Linked DNA regions of Canis lupus: region 1 is linked to region 2. Evidence: chromatin contacts called from public Hi-C data. All regions are on one chromosome and are shown on one strand. Each heading gives the region's core, a stretch centred on a gene start, on an enhancer-like site or on the middle of the called end of the contact. The rest is flanking DNA. Distances are from core to core; before and after follow the strand shown.

Region 1 (7,047 bases), core at 3,118-5,617, 150 kb before region 2:
ATACTGGCTGCCTGGGTTCTCATACCTCTTTCATCCTCCTTTAAAACCAGCAACACAGTAACTCCTGGTGGCAAACCAAACAAAACCAGAGTAATCTGGGGAAAAGTAACTCGTGCTCATGGAAACAGCGGCATGGTTCGTGCCAAATTCCGAAGCAACCTTCCTGCGAAAGCCATTGGCCACAGAATCCGTGTGGTAAGTACAATTATTAGCAGTATGAAATTGTTGAGTCAAACTAAGCTCAGGAGTTTGGGCTCTGATCTCTAAAAACTAATGTGATTTTAAAATGTCACATTTTAAATGGGTTGTGCTTCAAAATCATCTACTGTGTAGATATATTATGAAACAGATTCATGGCAGTAGAAGGAGAAGTGAATGCAATGTGTTCAAAAGGATTGTACCTAGATTTCAGATTTTGCTAAAGCTTGGGTGAGGGGGATAGTATGTAAATGAACAATTTATTGGACGTAGAAGTGATTATTAGAAAAATTCACTCTTCCTGGCATAATTCAGGATATTCTCATCTCTTCATCATGACAGTCTTGTTACAGTAGGTGTTACTAGCCTTATTTTTAATAGAAAACTGATGCTCATGTTTCTAGGTCCAATGACTTGGCTCAAGTCCTTGAGTTTAGATCCTGTGGTTTTCTAAAATAGTTACTGTTTTCCTTAGTTAGCGTTCATTTATAGTAGACAGGGCTATATTCTTGGGGTCCTAGGGTACTTTTGAACCCTGCCGAGCCATTGAAATTTTTCATCAGGAGGTTTTTACATTGTCCCTGGAAGAAACAAAGTTAAATGGATTTTCAATGCTCCTGGTACTGGTTCTTAAAATGTGTTTATCTAGATACAAGAAGAACTTGGTTCTCTCCCTTTTAGAGATGAGTAGTGGAACAATGGGAAGTTTTATCCACATTGTTGTACTCAGTAACGTTTATAGATTTGTATGTAACCTCCATCTAATTATGCTGTTTTCTTTATTTTCTTCCTAGATGCTGTACCCCTCAAGGATTTAAACTTATGAAAAGTAAATAAATAAAGGTGTAGATTTGTTCTCTTGTATTTTTGTTAAATGGCTTAACATTTTCTTTTTCCTAAATTCAGGTTGCTGTATTTAAATGGTGGTGGTTATCCAGCATTTTCAGAGCACGAGGAAGCCAGGGAGCTATATGTAATGGCAATTAGAGAGATGTAGACAATAGGAGAGTTTTAATGAGGATAGGGAGGATAGAGTATCTTAAATACAAGGCCTTTCTTACATGATGGGGGGAAGGAAACAAGCTTTGATTGGAAGCAGTGGGAAGGAGTGTGTTGGAAGGTTTGAAGTGATGGAGCACATCATGTTCTTTGAAAAGCTTTTTTGCAAATGGAGACTACATATTCCAGGAAGGACAGAAGCCGGAAATATTAGCCAGTACAGATATATACCATGACATTCATCCAGGTTTCCACATCAAAACGGATCTATAACTCACTTTTAAGATTTTATTTATTCATGAGAGAGGCAGAGACATAAGCAGAGGAGCCTGACGCAGGACTCATCCCAGGACCCCGCGATCACACCCTGAGCCAAAGGCAGACACTCAACCACTGAGCCACCCAGGTGCTGCCCCCTTTTTAGTTATAGGTAGCTTCTCTAAGAAGCAGATGCCAAGAAACAATTAGCATGCTAAATATGTATAGGGTGGTAGGGGGCAGGTGAGAAGGATGTTTGAAGGAGATAGAGGAAAGGATTGGGTAGCATACAGCAGTTCTAAGAAAGGTGTGCTTAGTCTGATGGTGGCCCTCAAGCCAAAGTTGCTGTTGGAAGGAAAAATCTGCTTTCACAGAAATAGCTTTGTGTTTGTAGTGCCAGACCCATTTGGGCAGATTTAGGAAGAATGGCTTCAAGGCAAATGAGGTGGGTGGGTTAGATGCAGCTTGGTCCAGCATTAGTCGTGTTTTTCTCATGGCCATGATACAGTCACTAGAACCCTAAGGAAATTGACATTGACAAATCTGGTAAATGGCAGGAAGTACCAGTTTCAGAGCTACTCGATTTTAATTGTTGAAAAACAACAATTTACAAGTATTTTGTTGTGCTATTTAAATAGACGTATCAGTATTTTTTTTTTTCTTTTTTTTGAGAGTGCACAGGTTGGGGGTCCGGCAGGGACAAATGGAGAGTTTGGAGCCAGATCTCGTGACCAAGACCTTGGTCTGAACCCAAATCAAATGGGCTGCCTTTTTTTTTTTTTTTTTAAGATTTTATTTATTGACACAGGCAGAGACACAGGCAGAGGGAGAAGCAGGCTCCATGCAGGGAGCCTGATGTGGGACCTGATCCTGGGTCTCCAGGATCACACCCCAGGCTGCAGGCAGCGCCAAACCACTGCGCCACCGGGACTGCCCCATCAAGTGGGCTGCTTAACCAACTAGGCCACCCAGATGCTGCAAAGATGTGTCAGTACTCTTGGGGTGGCCAAGAATAGGGAAGAAATGTTTGGGGAGGTATTTCAGAAAAACTGGCCTTCAGGATTTATGTGAAACCAGAAGGCATTTGACGAAATCTTCAACTAGATTATGTAGTATATCTGAAACCTATTGTGGGCAATTGGAAAGTAAATAGAAAAATTAAGATTATGCACGGTCTTGTGTATGGTACTAAGGATTAAGAGAATTTAAAGACCAATCGATTGAGCAGTCTTCAAAGATAACATGTTCCTAGCTTTGCAGGGTAGGTAATGGTGCATTTACAAAGTTGGAGATCTTGGGGGGGGGGGGGGGGAATGTTGGTGAGTTTGAGGAAACTAGGATACTCAGTTGTGAACAGGTCCAGGAAGGCAGATGGATATCTAGGTCTAATTAGTCATAGAGAGAAGGAAAGCTCATAAAGCCTGTAACCTTTGTGGGAGTTAAGTGAGTAGGATGATGGTAGGGTAATAGAGGTAGATAAACAGGAAGTGGTGGGCATTTGAGAAGAGAAGGCTGAGACTCCTTATGACTTGAGTAAATGCAGAGGCAATACAGCCTTGCACACAAATTCATCCTCTTCAGCTGATTTAGTACAGCACTTGGGAGAGGGTGCTTTATGTATTTCTCTTGCCATGAGTTTTGGTGAGAGTCCTGAAGCCAAAGGTACCATTGGAGAATCCTGTTTCAGAGAAATGAGCTTGGTTAGCAGTTGATTGGCTGGGTCATGAAACAGCCCCAGTATGACACTACTGTCAAAACTAAGCTTGATGTTGACCGGTGGTGGTTTGTGTTCAGAATTCAGTTTCTTTGTGGTCTTGTAGTCGAAAAAGCACATCCTGAAAGTGATAAATTTGGCTTGGGATCCCAATTTCCACTAGTTGTGGAATGATAGACTTCTTAGGTAATGAGCCTTAATTGGTAGACTGCCCACCCTTGAATTTGAGTACATGATCTTTTACCAATGAATTGTACAATATGTTTTTTTGAGATTTGAGAGAGCATGAGCTGGGGGGAGCTGCAGAGGGGGAAGCCAACTCCCCGATGAGCAGAGAGCCCCATGTGGGACTCCATCCCATGATCCTGGGGTCACCACTCCTGGGATTACCACCGGTGCCAAAGTCGGACACTCAACCGACCGAGCCCTACCCAGGAGCTCTGAACAGTGCAATCTTGGCGCTATCCTTTCTTTCCTATCCCCACAGTTCCTAATATAGTAATTTATAGTATTCAGTTCTGGTTAAACAACTGTTCCAATTCAGTGCTTCCAGTCACTAATTTTATTAGCTTAATGGGCCTGAGGAACTTTTCAATATTCGATGTTTTATAGTTAACTCCTGGCCTAGTTTGAAGGTAGTTTCCTTAATGTCAAGGAGCCACCTGGTCCGTTCCTGGGTTAAATGCAGTTTCAATTCTTGGTTTTTTTGCAGGGTTGTAGGCTCTACACCCAATGTGTATGATCAAGAGTGTGCCGTACTGACTGAGCCGGCGAGCATCCCTAATTGTTTTAATAGAAGTTAAGGGATGGAGTTGAAAAGGAAAACTTTGATTTTATAACATGACTTTAGTTAAGAAATGGGCCTAAAATTGGTGACTGAGGGTAAAAAGTAAAAGTGAGAATTCCACTCATCTTTCGTACAGAGGGCTAAACCGTTACGATTCCCCGCAGTTTAAGCCACCCGGCACCTAGCGGATGCCCATCCGAGGTGACGTCCCTCCAACCCCACCCCCAGTCGTCTCCAGCCCAACCCACGTGTGCCGCTAGGCGGCCTGTAGGGGCGGGCTTCGCCCGGAGACGCGGCGGACGTGACGCGGCTCTGACCCCGCCCGCTGTGGGCCATGCTGGCCAATCGAGGGCCGGCTTTCCGCGGAGGCGGGGCCGGCGCCGGGGGGCGGGGCCGGGGCGGAGACCGCACGCACTCCATGGTAACGACGCTCGGCCCGAAGATGGCGGCCGGGCGGGAGGGAGTCGCCGGTTCCTCCGGCGCGGGGCCCGGCCCTAGCCAGCGGCGCTGGCGCCGGTCTTCGTGGGCCCGAGGCGTGCTACTCCTGTTGGGCGGCCTCTGGGCTAGCTCCACGTCTGTCCCTGTCTCCTTGCACAGTTCCCCTCCCTGCCGGCACCACGTCCCCTCGGAGGCCGAGGTAGGGCGCGGAGGGGCGGCGGCGGGCGCCGCGAGGGTGGGGTGAGCGGGCGCGGCCGAGGCGGAGGCAGCTGCCGGAACACGTTGGGGGGAGTGGAGCGCGAAGCCGGCCCGGAAGCTGCGCTCCTGGAGGGCTGCCTCGGGCCCCGAGGCCGCGACGAGGCCGCGACCCGGCCGCTCCCGGGTGTCGCTGGGGACTCGGGGTCGGCCCGCGGCCCAGTTGGGCGGCGGCGGCGGCGGCGGCGGCGGCGGCGGCGGCCGGAAAGTTTCTTAAAGGGCCAGTGCGCTCCCGAGGCAAGCGCGCGCCGAGGAGCCCAGCCTGCTGGCCCCGGGTCGCTCCGTCTTTGGCGGTCGTCCGCAGGCGGGGACCAGGCCGCTCTTGAAGTGAGGACGACTTAGAGCGGGCTGCTCCCCCGGGAACGTGGGTCACGCCCGTGGTCTTCCCTTACTTGTCCCGGAAGGCGCCCTGGCGGAGGCGGCGGAGGACGGTGCGGCCGGCGGCAGCCCGAGCGGAGGCCGCTGCAGCTGCGGGGAGCGAGCGCCCGTGCTCCTGCGGGGCTTCCTCCGGGCCCGGCCGCGGGTATGGTTGGAAGCCGCCCCCCGCCCCCCTCCGCCAGCGCGGCGGCCGGCCGGTGCGGACCCTGGTGCCCCGGTGGGTCTGTCTCGCGGGGCGTCGGGATGGCGCGAGGGACTCGCCACGGCACATCGCGGGCCCAGCCCCTCCGTCCGGGCTCGTGGGGTCTGCGGCGGCGCCCAGAGTTGGCGGGTCCAGGGAGTTGATGATGACAACTTGTCTAGGGAGCTGATGACGATTACTTGTCCAGGGAGCTGATGGTGATAACTTGCTGCCCAGGGAGCTGATGACGATAACTTGCTGCCCAGGGAGCTGATGACCATAATTTTTTGCCCAGGAAGTTGATGATGATAACTTGCTGCCCAGGGAGTTGATGACCATAACTTTTTGCCCAGGGAGTTGATGACGATAACTTGCTGCCCAGGGAGTTGATGACGATAACCTGCTGCCCAGGGAGTTGATGACGATAACTTGCTGTCCAGGGAGCTGATGGTGATAACTTGCTAACCAGGGAGCTGATGAGGATAACTTGTTGTCCAGGGAGCTGATGACAATTAACTTGCTACCCAGGGAGTTGATGACCATAACTTGCTGCCCAGACAGCTGATGACGATAACTTGCTGTCCAGGGAGCTGATGACGATAACTTGCTGCCCAGGGAGCTGATGACAATTAACTTGCTACCCAGGGAGTTGATGACCATAACTTGCTGCCCAGACAGCTGATGACGATAACTTGCTGTCCAGGGAGCTGATGAGGATAACTTGTTGTCCAGGGAGCTGATGACAATTAACTTGCTACCCAGGGAGTTGATGACCATAACTTGCTGCCCAGACAGCTGATGACGATAACTTGCTGTCCAGGGAGCTGATGACGATAACTTGCTGCCCAGGGAGTTGATGACCATAATTTTTTTGCCCAGGAAGTTGATGATGATAACTTGCTGCCCAGGGAGCTGATGGCGATAACTTGTCCAAGGAGCTAATGACGATAACTTGTCCAGGGAGCTGATGGCGATAACTTGCTGCCCAGGGAGCTGATGATGATAACTTGCTGCCCAGGGAGTTGATGACCATAACTTTTTGCCTGGGGAGTTGATGACCATAACTTGCTGTCCAGGGAGTTGATGACCATAACTTGCTCCCCAGGGAGTTGATGACCATAACTTGCTGCCCAGGGAGCTGATGACCATAACTTGCTGCCCAGGGAGCTGATGACCATAACTTGCTGCCCAGGGAGCTGATGACGATAACTTGCTCCCCAGGGAGTTGATGACCATAACTTGCTGCCCAGGGAGCTGATGACTATAACTTGCTGTCCAGGGAGTTGATGATGATAACTTGTCCAGGGAGCTGATGACCATAACTTGCTGCCCAGGGAGTTGATGATGATAACTTGTCCAGAGACCACACTTTGGGGCTTACTGATCAAAAGTTTCGGGAAGAGGGGGCAGCCCCGGTGGCGCAGTGGTTTAGCGCCGCCTGCAGCCCGGCCCGGGGTGTGATCCTGGAGACCCAGGATCGAGTCCCACATCAGGCTCCTTGCATGGAGCCTGCTTCTCCCTCTGCCTGTGTCTCTGCCTCTCTCTTCGCTCTCTCTGAATGAATAAATAAATAAATCTTTAAAAAAAAAAAAAAAGTTTCGGGAAGAAGTTGATAGGGGAGCTACAGGCATGGAGAGAATATCGGGGGTTCTCTGAAGACAAAATTCAGGCTTGTTTTCAAGTTACTTGACCACGTCACCAGCTTTACCTGTTCTCCTGCCCTGCAGGTGCTGACCACCTTACACTCCATTTGCCTCCCTCTCTACCTCCTTTCAGTCCTCACTTAAGTTCCCTACGTTCAAGACTCTAGCGGAGTGCTCTAAACCCTTCCTAGTGTGT
Region 2 (7,035 bases), core at 3,909-6,408:
TGCGCCACCCAGGGATCCCTGTGATGTCCCTTATTATAAGAGCACTGATTTCATCATGGAGTCTGTCTAAACCTAATTATCTCCAAAGATCCCATCTCCAAATTTCTTTTCTTTTTTTTAAGAGAAAGAGAAAGTGTGCACTAGTGGGGGGCAGAGGGAGAGAAGGGAGAGAGAATCCTAAGCAGGCTCCACATCCAGTGCAGAGCCCAGTGTGGGGCTCAATCTCACCACCCTGAGATCATGACCTGAGACGAGATCAAGAGTCAGACAATTAATTGACTGAGCCATCCAGGTGCCCCTGGGTGTAAAACTTTTTAAGCTGAATGTTAATAAAATGTTCTTGATCACTATGCTATGCAGCTTCTTTCCATGTGAAGGATGTACACTCAACTCTTCACAGAGATGAACACATCCTTTTTTGAAGGATTTCAAAAAAAGTGCACTTATCTTCTGTGTTCAAATCATATGCTCTCCTTTCTCTTTAGACATTGAATGAAATAAACTCAGACCCTCTGGTACAGCAAAGGTTTTTGCTTTTAAAAAACAAAATATCTGTCAATCAACTTTCCTGACTCTGACTCCATGAACATTATGTAAACTTCTGATAAAAATTTAGCTTATCCTGTTGAGTGTCTTGCACAAAAAGTGTAAATACTCAAACCTGAACACTCTGGACTGCATTTTTCATTATTAACACTTGTCTTTCCAGTTGCTACATGTCATCTATTGTGGATTTGGTTAGATGAGCTAGTCCCCAAATCTTAATCACCCTGGGAGCAATGACAAAATAGTTCCTGGGTCTCCAAAACTGAAGACTTTCCCAGACTCCATGTTGTCTCTTGTCCTTGGCTTAGCATGTTCCTCTTCACACCAGCCATTGATCCAATGAAGGTATACATTCACAATACTTTTCCTTGATTGGAATCTGGATGATCATTGATTAGAGTGGCTTACTTTTACAGCTGGCTGACTTCATTGATTATATAGAGATCTTCACCTTGATCAGAATTGGACTAGAGGGGTGCCTCAGTGGATCAGCTGGTTAAGCGCCTACCTTCAGTCCAAGTCATGATCCTGGGGTCCTGGGATTGAGCCCCATGTTAGGCTCCCTGCTCATCTGGGAGTCTGCTTCTCTCTCTCCCTCTTCTCCTCCCCCAAACTCATGCTTTCTCTCTCTCTCTCTTAAATAAATAAATAAAATCTTAAAAAAAATTTTTCGACTAGATTTCTACAAAAAAAAAGAAAAAGAGTATCAGACTATAAAACGATTAACTCTAAATCCTATAGTGATTACCATTTCTTACTGGACAGAGGAGTTTGGAACTTATTTCAAAAATAATGAAAGGTCTTTGAAGGGTTCTGATTTTCAAAAGGGCACAATTGGCCTTAACTTACTTTTTTGGGGCGCCTGGGTGGCTCAGTCAGTTAAGTGTCCAACTCTTGATGTTGGCTCAGGTCGTGATCTCAGGGTCCTGAGATGGAGCCCTACATCAGGCCCCATGCTCAGTGGGGAGTCTGCTTGAGATTCTTTCTTTCCCTCTCCCTTTGCCCCTCCCCCCACTTGTCCACACATTTTCTCTCTAAAAACAACAACCACCACAACAACAAAACCCTCAAAGGGGCAGGAGTGGAGTTGTGAAGAACAGACTGGCATTGAGAGGTCTGTACGAATATTACTGCACTATTTCAAATTCAATGTCAACTGACTTTCAGTGCTATAGTCATCCCACACCCGCACAGCTGTGCTCACTTCGGCAGCACATTTACCACACCCATACAGCTTGGATCCACTTACTTCCCTATCCCCTTTGCCATCACCCTAATCCAAGCCATTATCACTCTCACTTCATTTTCTATAAAGTCTCCTAACGAGTCTCCCTGCTTCCTCTTTTTCTCCCACTAAAAATCAATCCACTATATGGCAACTAGAGAATTTTTTTCAAAAAAAGAACTTTATTTTGATGCAATTCATGCACCCTAAATTGACCCATTTAAAATATATAATCAAGTGGATTTTAGTATATTCACAAAATTATGCAACCGTTGCAAGTGTCTTATTTCATAAGATTTTATTTTAAAGTAATTTCTACATCCAACATGGGGTTCAAACTCACAATCCCAAGATGAAGAGTTGCATGCTCTACTGACTGAGCCAGCCAGGCACCCCAAAAGTGTCTAATTTTAAATCATTTTGATTACTCCTCAAAAATTCCCATACCTAATAATAGTCGTTTCCCATTCCTCCTCCCTCTCAGCCCCTATCAACCACTAATGTACTTTCTGCTTCTACAGATTTGCTGATTCTGGACATTTCATATAAATGAAATCGCACAACATGTGGCTTTTTGTGTCTTGCTTCTGATACTTAGTGGAATGCTTTCAAAGTCTTTGTTGTAGCATGCATCAGCACTTCATTCCACTTGATGACCAAATAATGTTCAATTGTATGGACATATCATATTTTACATTTCCACCAGGAGCGTGTGAGGAATCCAGTTTCTCCACATCCCTCATCAACATTGGTTATTGTCTACCTTTTTATTATAGCCATCCTACTGGTTGTGAAGAACCACCTCATTGTAGTTTTGATCTGTGTTTCCTTGGTGAATAATGATGTTGAGACTCTCTCAATAGACTTACTGAGTTTTGGTATATCATCTTTGAAGAAAGGTCTATTCAGCTCCATTGCCCATTTTTATTTTATTTTTATTTTTAATTTTTATTTATTTATGATAGTCACACACACAGAGAGAGAAGCAGAGTCACAGGCAGAGGGAGAAGCAGGCTCCATGCACCAGGAGCCCGACGTGGGATTCGATCCCGCGTCTCCAGGATCGCGCCCCGGGCCAAAGGCAGGCGCGAAACCGCTGCGCCACCCAGGGATCCCTCCATTGCCCATTTTTAAATAGAATTATTTATCTTCTTATTAATGAGTTGTTAAGAATGCTTTACATATTGTAAATATAAGTTCCTTATCAGATATATGGTTTACAAATATTCTTTTCCTATTGTCTGATTGTTTCTTTTTTCTCACTTTTTTAGTGGTATTGTTTGTAGCACCAAAAGCTTTAATTTTTATGAACCCTAATCTAGCTACTTTTTTCTTTTGTTTCTTATGGTTTGATGTCATATCTAAGAGACTTTGCTTAACTTTAGGTCATGGAGATTTCCTCCTCTGTTTTTCTTTAAAAATTTTTTTAAATAAAAAAATTTTTTTTTATTGCCCTCCCACCCCAATCCGCCCTCCTCCTCTGTTTTTCTTTTAAGAGTTTTATAGTTTCAGCTCTTATATTGATGCTTTTGATCCATTTTGAATTAGTTTTTGTGTAATATTGAGGTAGGGGTCCAATTTGATTCTTTATATAGATAACCAGTTGACCTAGCACTATTTTTTGAAAAGACTGGAGAGATCTTTTTAAAACATAGATCAGATCACAACTCTTCTCTGATTAAAGCTTTTAACTTTCCTTTGCACTTACAATAAAATCCAAATTTCTCTACCTTCCTTTTCACTCTCATTTTGTGCAGCTTTCTCTTGCTCACCATGCTGCCCGGTCTCCCATTTAGCAGAACAAATGAAGTTTACTTTTCTTTTAGCTCCCTCATCTTTCTTCATTTCTCACCTTAAATTTTATCTCCTTATAGACTACTTTTCTCAACTTTTCTTCTAAAGTAGATTCTCCATCCCATCTCACTCATTTCTTATATCATCTCCTATAATTTTCTTCATAGCTTTAATTGTCTCTATACCTGCATTTATTTTACCACTTTACTTTTTTTACTAATACTTCTTTGCATTTTCCATAGTGCTTTGCATACTGTAAACATTCAATGTTTACAGTGATTGTATACACATTCAAGTCACAAATCATGTTATTAGAAACTAGAATTCATAATTAATTCTGAAACTAGAATTTATAATTAGGATATAAAAAAAATCACCTGTCAAGACCAATTACTCTTTACAGACACACAAAAAACAAAGTCTAAAGAGTTTAAGAGTTGTCTGGGGTCAGAAAGAGTACCCAGCTTTGATTTTTGAGAGTTCTGATTTCCATACTGATTTGCCCCATTCCAATGTCATGTGTGTTTTGCAGAATTACTACAATGAAGAGGAGTTTTTGGGTAATTTCCTTTTTTGGGGGGGTTGTAATTTCTTATAGAAATTTATTTATTTATTTATTTATTATTAATTAATTAATTACTTATTTTAGTTATTTATGACATTATTTTTCTAAGGCTGCTTTTTAAAATGCCTGGAAGGGGCCCTCAAATTTTTTTTGGGGGGGGCTGTAATTTCTTATAGAAATTTATATTTATTTATTTATTTATTTATTTATTTATTTATTATTTTATTTATTTATGACATTATTTTTCTAAGGCTGCTTTCTAAAATGCCTGGAAGGGGCCCTCAAATGGTTTCCTTGGAGGGGCTGTAATTTCTTATAGAAATTTATTTTTATTTATTTATTTATTCATTTATTTATTAATTATTTTATTTACTTATGACATTATTTTTCTAAGCCGGCTTTCTAAAATGCCAGACAGGGCCCAGCCAGGAAGGCCGGAAGTCTCCCACCGCCTTGCCCCCTCTGCCCTTTCCCTTCTTCCGGGGCAACCGCCCTGGCACCACCGCCCCGAGGCTCCGCCCCCTTCAGGGCCGCGTGCCCTGCGCCAAGATGGCGCCCGGCGCTTCTGCTCCGGGCGGAAGTGAGCTCACACTGCTCCGGAAGGGAAGGCAGGTGGGCGGGCGGGTGACCCGCCGCGGGGCCGTGGGTGGGGCGGCGGCCGCGGTTGTGGCGCCCACGCTCGGGGCCCGGAGAGAGGGTAACGGACTCGCCGGCTCCTGGGAGCCCGGGTCGAGGTGCCGGGCCGGGGCCGTCGGAGCACGTGGGCCCGAGAGGCGCGCCGCGGGCGGGGGCAGAGCGGCCCTGGGAGCCGGCGTCCCGCCCCCGGCGGCCTCCTTCCCGGGCCCTGCCCCGCGGCCGCCGCTCCGGGAACCGTGGAGCCGGCGGGACGGCCCCGCCGGGGAAGAGGTGAGGCCGCGCCCTCCGCCCGGGCCTCCCGGCTGCCCCCGCCGCCTCCCCCCTGTCCTCGTGCTCCCCCCGCTGCTGCCGGGCCCCTTCCCGCCGCGTCCGATGACCCTCCGCTAACTCAGCCCCTGGACCCCCCTCCCCCCGGCGCGCAGACCCTAAACCCGCCCCCGTCCGGACGCCGCTCGGCTGGGTCGGCCCCGGGAGCGAAGATGCAGGGCGGCGAGCCCGTGTCGGCGCTGAAAGTCTCGGAGAGCGAGGGGAAGCTGGAGGGCCTGGCGGCGGCCGCGGCGGGGACCCCCAACAAGAACAGCAGCAACAGCAGCTGCGGGGCGGGCGGCGGCAGCGGCAGCAGCAGCAGCAGCAGCAGCAGCCGCGGCGGCAGTGCCAAAGGCTGGCAGTACAGGTACGGCACCTTCTGCAAGGTGATGCCCCCCCCGCACCCCGGGAGGGTGCAGGTCTGCAGGTACCGACCGGGGAAGCCACCACCGACTTCCAGGAGCTACGAGTCTGCACCTCCCTGGGGCCCGGGATCTCTCCTCTCTCCTTAGCAAGGCTTTAGCTCATTCACTGCTGCGTCCATTCAACAGGTATTTCGTTGAAGGGCCTTTTGGACAACACACGAGCGGATCCTTGAACTTCCTTCCTCTGCATCCCTACAGTCAGTCCCTCCTCCGATTAAGATTTTATTTATTTATTCACGAGAGACACAGGGAGAGAAAGAAGCAAGAGGGAGAAGCAGGCTCCGTGCAAGGAGCCGGACATAGGATTCGATCCTGGGACTCGAGGATCACGCCCTGGGCTGAAGGCAGGCACCAACCCGCTGAGCCACCCCCCCCCCCCATCCGATTTAATTTCTCCGTTCTCACTTCTGTTTTTTGTTGTTGTTGTTTTTGCCTCTGTTGTAATTTGTCCCCAGGCCTGCCTGCCTGCCTCCTTCTGCTTGACCGTGAAGGGCCGGAGCTGCTTAACTCGGCTCTCCCCCGAGGCTAGCAAGTGCTAGGTGCGCCCAGCTTCTTTGTCCAGCGATTGAACGGAGTCCTTATTGAATAAGAAGAGATTCTTGCCCTCAGTTTCTGACTTAGAAGGGGAGACCAGACATAAATAATTTGAGTATGGGGCAAAGGTACAGATGCCAATGCCCTAATAATACCATACTCTTTTTTTTTTTCTTTAAAGATTCATTCATTCATTCATTCATTCATTTATTCATTCATTCATGATGCGGGGAGGCAGAGACACAGGCAGAGGGAGAAGCAGGCTGCACCCAAGGAGCCCGACGCGGGACTCGATCCGGATACCCCAGGATCGCGCCCTGGGCTGCAGGCGGTGCTAAACCGCTGAGCCACCCAGGGATCCCCCATAATACCATGCTCTAACCCAGTGATCCCCCATAATAGCATACTCTAACCCAGCCTGGAGATGTTTCAGTTTGAGTTGGTCAGGCCATTTGCAAACTGTGTCTTGAGAAATTCTACATTTTTTTTTTAAATTTTTTATTTTATTTTATTTATTTATGATAGGCACACAGTGAGAGAGAGGCAGAGACATAGGCAGAGGGAGAAGCAGGCTCCATGCACCGGGAGCCCGACGTGGGATTCGATCCCGGGTCTCCAGGATCGCGCCCTGGGCCAAAGGCAGGCGCCAAACCGCTGCGCCACCCAGGGATCCCCCAAATTCTACATTTGTTGATTTGTTGTTGTTGTTAACACGAAAGAGAAGTGTTGGAAGGAATAGGCAAGAGAGTGGGAGAAATAAAGGTGGTTTTATTTTTGTTTTTGATGCGTAAAGTATAGGGGGATGTAGCCATCCGGAATCTTTTTGAGATCTGTTTGACATGTGACTTAATAGATCCAGGCATACAAATAATGATTGCCTATTTGTATGTGTTTTTGGAAAGATCACAGTAAGTCTAGTGAGCATCCATCTGGCGTATATCATTACGTCGTATTTTTAAAGGATTGATTTATTTTAGAGAGAGCACACACACACACATATGCAC

The links. Hi-C and Micro-C count contacts between places; a contact is called where the count stands out from the background.
Region 1: a Hi-C map of blood shows a contact between it and region 2, with 3 times the contacts expected there. The contact joins the promoter of LMLN here to the promoter of OSBPL11 in region 2. A contact is called at or near these places in 2 of 9 Hi-C or Micro-C datasets (both in blood).

Annotation. Positions count from the first base shown.
Region 1 is chr33:29,431,439-29,438,485 of UU_Cfam_GSD_1.0, reverse strand. LMLN (leishmanolysin-like peptidase) reads left to right here and starts at 4,367. Exons shown (of 17, transcript XM_038583076.1): 1 at 4,367-4,593. The coding sequence starts at 4,375. It overlaps RPL35A (60S ribosomal protein L35a), which reads left to right. Exons shown (of 5, transcript XM_038583093.1): 4 at 51-195; 5 at 993-1,062. The coding sequence ends at 1,016.
Region 2 is chr33:29,279,573-29,286,607 of UU_Cfam_GSD_1.0, reverse strand. OSBPL11 (oxysterol-binding protein-related protein 11) reads left to right here and starts at 5,158. Exons shown (of 14, transcript XR_005383406.1): 1 at 5,158-5,439. It overlaps LOC111093708, which reads left to right. Exons shown (of 4, transcript XR_005383412.1): 4 at 2,737-2,796.